Linked DNA regions of Mus musculus: region 1 is linked to region 2. The links are chromatin contacts, called in public HiChIP or PLAC-seq maps. All regions are on one chromosome and are shown on one strand. The core of a region is the stretch at or near the end of the contact, and the rest is flanking DNA. Distances in the headings are between cores, read along the strand shown. Region 1 has its middle 16 kb from the start of Errfi1. Region 2 has its middle 10 kb from the start of Gm36600.

Region 1 (3,599 bases), core at 157-2,656, 180 kb after region 2:
AAGTGTTTAAAAGGTACTCGGTAGGCAACTGAAGGGCATCTGACCCCTGGAAATGATGGTCAGAGTTGGAGATAGCGATTTGGAAGGTGTGATAGCAGACGAAGGCAAGCCTGTGAGGCCAGGAAGCAGGAAGCAGCTGGGCACGTTCCAGAAGCTGAAGGCCACGGGCGAGTAGGCTGAGCAGTGGAAAAGGGCAGTGGGTGCAACTCAAAAGATCCTAAGTGGGAGAGGAACACGATGTGATTTGTTTTAGGAAAGATGACAGTAGCTGTTGTGTGGGGAACATTTCAGAGAAGTGAAATTAGCAGAAACACTAAAAGCTACAGGCCAGGGCCCAAAACTGGCACCAGAGTGAAGGGGGGGCGGGGGAGGGGATGGAGAGACACATGGCTTTCAGAGTTGTTAGGATGACAGGCTCCAGCCTGAAAGCAGTCTGCACCGCCCTTCTTCCAGAACGGCGGTGGCTCTTGCGAGCTGGAACCGCCTGTGTCCTTGTACTAGCACTGAGCATTGCCTGGTACAGGAAGCCATGGTACTTACATTAGTTCCAGCTTCATTTCCTTACCTGTTTCTGTGTTTTCCCTTGAACTTTTGCGATATACTTTTCATGGTTTTTTCTGGTCAAAGAACTGTCCTTGGCGCCCATGCTAATGGCACACTGCTAAAACACCCAGGAGCCACTTGCCCACCTATACCTCCCCAGCCGGCACACCAAGCAAGTTGAATTTTTTTTTTCCAACTTATATGTCTGGGAGTTTTGCCTGTGTATGTCTGTGCATTGCATGCATGCAGTACCTGGTGCCCACAGGCCCAAAGATGGCGTGGGATCATGGTTTCTGACAGCCATGAGCTGCTACATGGATGCTGGGAACTGAACTCTGGTTCTCAGGCAGAGCAGCCAGTATTCTTAACGACTAAGCCATCTTTACAGCCCTGTGTGATATCTTAGGTAATTATCAAAATGGGAAGTTGGTATCTGCACGATCCTTGTATAATGTTTTGTTTAGCTGCAAACTGATACTTGGTCATAAAAACTAGAAACTGATTTGGCCATTCTGTCAGGCATTTTGTAAAAAGCTAGTGGAACTTTTAAAAAGCTGTCGTGCAAAGCCATGCAGTGCTCATGGCACTTGATGAGATGGTCCTGATGCTGGCTGGCTCCAGAGTAGTCTCCGCTCTTGGCATAGCTGGAGGCTTGAGGTTCCATACCTGAAATGAGAAAAAGCCCAAAGACAAGAATGTACATTTTGAATTGAGCTCTAAAGCTCTGAGGTATTCTTGCCCTAATATAAGATTTCTTCAAACTAGAAATGGCTTGAGGACTTGTTTTCTTTGTAGTGTAGGTCATTTGACAGAATGTTCTGGCGCCTTTGCGCCCTTCGGTGTGAGTCATGCCATTCTTTTGAGGCTCTGAGGGGTGAAGGGGAAGAGAACAGAATTTGTCTACACTGTTGGCCTCACCTCTTGCTCCCTGTAACTACACAAACATGGTTCAGGCGTGCCTAGCGCTGCTTACTGTGAGGGTGTGAGCTTGCTCGCCTTCGTCTCACCTGTATGGATTCAACTTCAGGATACTTGTATCCGAGCCACGGGGAGTCTGCGGCTCCCGCACGTTTAAACAAGCTCCCCTTAGCTTTCAAGATGTCTACTTGGAATCTGAAGCAGCAAACATACTTGTGTATGTTTTTCTGTACCTGAGCTTACATCAGAGCAACCTTGTGACTCAGAAGTCACCGCCCCATGGCAGTAGTGGGGTTTTGGTAAGGAGTGGGGGGCTGGGGACAGATGGGAAGGAATGTACTTCAAGTACTAGTTGGCACCTGTCTTGGAGCTGCTGTCAGGCTAGAGGCTTAGCCAGCGTGCCTCTTGAATGCTGTCATCTCTCACCCTGTAAGTTCAGACACCCGGAACCCCAAGCACAAAAGCCTGTAGCAATTACCCACAGGGATCCGCGTATCTGCCCCCCCTCCCCCAAAATGGAGCTGCTTAGGAATGTGCACTGCATTCTCTTCACAGATCCAGGCAGCACCTTCATTCCTTAGTAAACATCTAAACCCAGGCCTCCCATGGGTTTCTTCACAGTCATGAGGGTTAGCCAGTGCCTTCCCTAGGGACAGCATGACTTGTCCGCTCCCCTCTTGTGAAAGGCAGAATGAGTCGTGTCATTCTGGCCTGCACCAAGCCTTCCTCTGGCCTAGCCATGGCACCGCCTCAGGCACAGCACACAGGAAGCTGTACTTTGTTATTCTGAATTCCTGGCTAGCCTCATGTTCTTGGATGAACCAGTGTCCTTGTACACAGTGTCTCTCCTCCCTCATTGATCAGGGTTCTTGGCTGAGCAGCTGACAGCTTCTGCAGCCGCCTGAGTAATGGAGCCCAGCTCTGTAGCAGGAGCACCCACGGTGGCCAGCACAGGACCAGACTTGCCTGTGTACTGCCTCAGCCCAGCCCAGAAGCCTCTAATTACACGTCTGCTGTGTGCAGGAGCCCAGGTGGCCTGGGCCCAAGCGGGGGTGGGGGGTGGGGTGGGGGAAGCACAGGTCTGCTGTCACTGAAGGACGGTGCAGAGGCCCCTAGAGCAGCAAGGTCCAGACACACATTCCAATTTCATCACACCCCTCTCTGAAACCACTGCCACACTATGTCATCTACCTACAGACCTGCCCATGTGCCCCAAGAAGAGTCAGAAACTGACCTGGCCCCGTAGGAAGCTAAGGGCGGTGTGTTTTCCTCCACACAATATGGCATTGTCTCAGGGGTGGCTCATGTGGCAGAGCTCTGGCCCATTTGACTTGCCTGCAGATGTCTCAGTGTGAACAGCTCACAGTTGTCGGGAACTTGCTGTCTGCCAAGCACCGGGCGCTCCAGATCCTGTGCAGTGGCCCTGGGACTGAAGAGACAGCCTTTCAAGGCAAGCACAAGGGGGTTGGGGGTAGGGGAGCGGTTCTGCTCATGAGGACCTGGGTTCTTCCTGTCGCCCTGGCCTGCACTGCTCCCAGCCAGTGCCAGCCAGCATACCATGAAAGTTGAGCTGCGGGCCACAGAGACAGCGTCAGCTGAACCTGTCAGGAAAACAAGACAGCAAACAGATCAGTTTGCGTTTTGTTTTTAAAGTCATTTTTTTTCCCTTCCCAACTTAGCTGATGATGAATCTGAGCGTTCTTTTTGCAAAAATCCACCAATTTTCAATAGTAGATTGCCATTTGTTGTTTAGCAACGAGACTGATAAGGATCTCAAACAGAAACAGATTTAGGGATGTCGGGATGGCGAGATGGGCAAGCCTTAGCAACCTGAGTTTGATTCCTGGAAGAAACTAAATGACACAAGTCAGTTGTCCTTGGACCTCCATATCAGCACATGCCCGTGCACACACATTATTTTAAACTACTTTATGTCACTAAAATGCTCGATACAAATTTTTTTTTTCCTCTATAACCTGAAGTATACTAGTCTGTGAGAAACTTTTTTGTTTTTTCTGAGACAAAACCAAACCAAAACAAAACAAACAAACAAACAAACAAACAAACACCTCTGCATAGCCCTGCCTTGGCTGTCATAGAACTCACTGTGTAGACTAGGTTGGTCTGGAACTTACAAA
Region 2 (3,356 bases), core at 521-3,020:
CACCAAGCCTGCCGTGCATGCCTGGCCCCAGGTTTCTCCCAGTGTCTCCCCCTGCAGTCCTGGCTGCCCACTGCACTTTCAGATTCCCATGCAATCTGTGTCACATATGCATTGCGTATACTTTTGTTGTCTGTCTCCCTGACTAGAGTCCTTTTAATTTTAATTTTTTATACTTATTTATTATGTGATAGTGTACGTGTGTGTGCATGTGTGTGTGTGTGTACATGCCGTGGTGGTGCACATGTACCATGGTGCATATGTAGATATCAGAGGACAATTTCTGAGTTGGTTCTCCCTCTCTACCTTTATGCAGTTCTGGGAATCAGACCCGTGTCACCAGGCTTGGTGGCAAATGCCTTTACTCACTGAGCACGATGTTATCTGATTAGGGCTATTGAGTTCTTTAGGGCAAGTTTGATCTTTGCCATCAGGGTATTTAGTTTTTTTCTCCTTTGTGTGTGTGTGTGTGTGTGTGTGTGTGTGTGTGTATCCTCTAAAAGTCTCCAGAATTCCAATGTCACACAATTGCAGAAAGTATCTGCAGTTGAAAAATCTCATCCCTCCTAAAGCACAGGGGGAGTCGTAGTCTGGAGCAGCCCCGTATCCCACACCAGAGATTAAAATGACAAGACATTCATATAATATTTCTGTGTTTTTAAAAGAAACCAAAGCCGGGTATGGTGGCACACGCCTTTAATCCCAGCACTCGGGAGGCAGAGGCAGGCAGATTTCTGAGTTCGAGGCCAGCCTGGTCTACAGAGTGAGTTCCAGGACAGCCAGGGCTACACAGAGAAACCCTGTCTCGAAAAACAAACAAACAAACAAACAAACAAACAACAACAACAACAAAAAACTCTAAAAGAAACCAAAATTCCAACATTCTCACTATACACTCCCTTCCTTCCTTCCTTCCTTCCTTCCTTCCTTCCTTCCTTCTTTCCTTCCTTCCTTCCTTCCTTTCTTCCTTCTTCCTCCTCCTTCTTTGAAATCCAGCTGTGACATCTTCAATGAGGGGTCCAGGCTTTGTCATTTATCTGCTGTGAGCTGCATCTTCCTCCACTTTTGCCTCCTTTTTACTCTTCTTCCTCTCTATGCTTCTTTCCCATTCCTCCTCTTCCACACTTGCCCTCCTCCCTACTCACCCTCTTCCTTACTCACCCTTCTTCCCACTCACCCTCCTCCCTACTCCTCCTCTTCCACACTTGCCCTCCTCCCTACTCACCCTCCTCCCCACTTACCCTCCTCCCCACTCATCCTCTTCCTCACTTGTCCTCATCCCATCCTCCTCCCCACTCCTCCTCCTCCCTACTCTTCCTACTTTTCCTCCTCCCTACTCCTCTTCCTTCTCACTCCTCCTCCTCCCCCCTCCCCCTATCCCTACCACCAGTTCCAGCCCTGCTAGTTCTGCCCACACACACTTCCTAAGTCACCTCCCCCGCCCATCACTCCTGCCCGGTCACCCCACCCTGTCACATTTCCGGACAACTCATCAACTCCCAACTTCACAGCTTCTACCTCAGCCGTGGATCTGCAAACATAGCTCTCGTTGACCTTGGGAAACTCCAATGGCCCTGCTGGACCCCAGACCCCAGATGAAGTCCAGTCTCTCCATTTTTGGCTTCTCTAGCCTAGATCCCAACACGACCAAGCCCTCCAATCCAGCTACGGGACCTGTAGTCTATTCCTGAGGCAGCTTCAGTGCCCCAGCCTTCTGCTGGGCAAGACTGCCCCATCCCAGCCAGACCATCAAGAGCACCGGGCCAAACCTCAAGGTTCACTTAAGCCGGAAGGCGTGTAACTGACAGACACTGAGTGAAGTTCTCTCTAGGAGGAGGGCTCTGAGGCAAGCTGCTTATAAGCATAGCCAGGATTCCTCACAATGCATTTAGACCACCCTGGGTCCTGATACTGCACCAGAGTTAGAGGACTCATGAGCTGGGGTAGGGTGTATGGCATTGCACTCTCTGGGGAATTTATTAATTAATTTGGAAAACACGGTATTTGTTTTGTTTAGAAACAGAGTCTCAAGTAGCCAGGCTGGCTCCAGACTTGCTTCTTACCTGAGGATGACCTTGAACCCTGATGAGCACTGGGATCACAGGTGTGCTAGTGATGCTGGGAACCGAACCCAGAGCTTCCCGTATGCTAGGCAAGCACTCTACCAACTATGGCACCACCCCTCAAACACAAGGTTTTAAAGAGGAGAAAGAAAGACCAGGCCTGCTCTGGGCAGGGAGCTGGTTACAGGGACAGGTCCAGGCCACCAGGGTACCACATGTATAGTACAGTGCCTGGGCAGCTGCCTGTAGTGCCCACTGGCAATCCCCTAACTGTCCCTGCCTGACATGTACCCAGCATGTGCCTGTCCTAAGCATCTCACCAGCCAGGCTCGGGTGGCAGCCACTCCCCGAGACCTATGGGTATGCCAGGACATCAGAGAGAGGGATAGTCCTCTTCTTTGAGGTCCGAGTTCCTGGCCCTGCCATTTTGCATTTTTTCATAACAGCAATTAATAATGACACTGTCTTTTCAAGTCAGGTGTGTGGGGATACAGGAGTCTGGGTAGGAAGAATTCCATGCCCACTGAGTCCCACCCTGTCCTCCTGAATCCTGCTCTGTGGGTCAGGCCCCTGTCTCACTCACCTAGGGCTATCACAGACCACCGAGATGGCCTATGGATAACCCACGGAAAAGAGAAAAGCCACAGAGGGCAGGAATTCCCCTTGCTCCGACTCTATAGCTCCAGGCTATCCTGAACTTTGGATCTCAGCATCCCCAAAGCTTTTTGGCTGCCCTGATCCACTGAGCTTTCCTGACGCCTATCTTGCACTTATCCACAATTGGGACGTGTCTTTCCTTCCTGAGGAATTTGTCCTTTAAAATCTCATTTCTTGAGTTGGCATGGGGGGGGGGGGGCATATCTGAAATCTAGCACTCAGGAGGCCGAGGAAGGATTGTCAGGAATTTGAGGCTATAATGAAAGAAACACTATGAGCGAAAGCAACCGAAGATTCTAGCCTGTGCAAGTTGACATAAAACTCGATATCACAGAGACTTCCTAAAGGTAGGCAATTTCCTCTGTCTTAGCCAGAGATGGTGGCACATGCCTGTGAGTCAGTCTCTTGGGAGGCAAGAAGATGGTAAGTTCAAGACCAGCCTGGACTACATAATGAGGTGTGTGTGTGTGTGTGTGTGTGTGTGTGTGTGTGTGTGTAGCCAGAGTCACTCCCACTTTCTCTCCTTGGAGAGTCCTCTACATTTGTGGGTCCGACTGTGAAGCCTCTCTATGGACCATGGATTGTGGTGCCTTTTGAAATCTCTCAATGTAAAGACTCCGGCTGCCCACGTTGTCCTCA

The links. HiChIP or PLAC-seq counts read pairs in DNA pulled down with a chosen protein or histone mark.
Region 1: a contact with region 2 is called in a FOXA1 HiChIP or PLAC-seq map of pancreatic cancer cells. The contact joins two enhancer-like sites. A contact is called at or near these places in 1 of 39 promoter capture datasets (the C10 cell line), 3 of 15 datasets of contacts at CTCF or cohesin (CD8 T cells, the NIH/3T3 cell line and pro-B cells), 17 of 484 Hi-C or Micro-C datasets (the C2C12 cell line, CD4 T cells, the G1E-ER4 cell line and 12 more), 16 of 115 datasets of contacts at active chromatin or transcription factors (the NIH/3T3 cell line, bone marrow-derived macrophages, cardiomyocytes and 10 more) and 1 of 9 other capture datasets (embryonic stem cells).

Annotation. Positions count from the first base shown.
Region 1 is chr4:150,869,640-150,873,238 of GRCm38.p6, forward strand. No RefSeq gene overlaps it. Among named protein-coding and RNA genes, the nearest start is that of Errfi1, 16 kb to the left of the region's middle. Within about 2 kb of position 1,407, at least 189 of the 459 cell types and tissues checked have an H3K27ac peak or open chromatin away from gene starts, as enhancers often do. A contact at or near this core is called in the C2C12 cell line, the NIH/3T3 cell line, muscle stem cells and 1 more, where this site is marked.
Region 2 is chr4:150,693,166-150,696,521 of GRCm38.p6, forward strand. No RefSeq gene overlaps it. Among named protein-coding and RNA genes, the nearest start is that of Gm36600, 10 kb to the right of the region's middle. Within about 2 kb of position 1,771, at least 39 of the 459 cell types and tissues checked have an H3K27ac peak or open chromatin away from gene starts, as enhancers often do. A contact at or near this core is called in the C2C12 cell line, the NIH/3T3 cell line, muscle stem cells and 1 more, where this site is marked.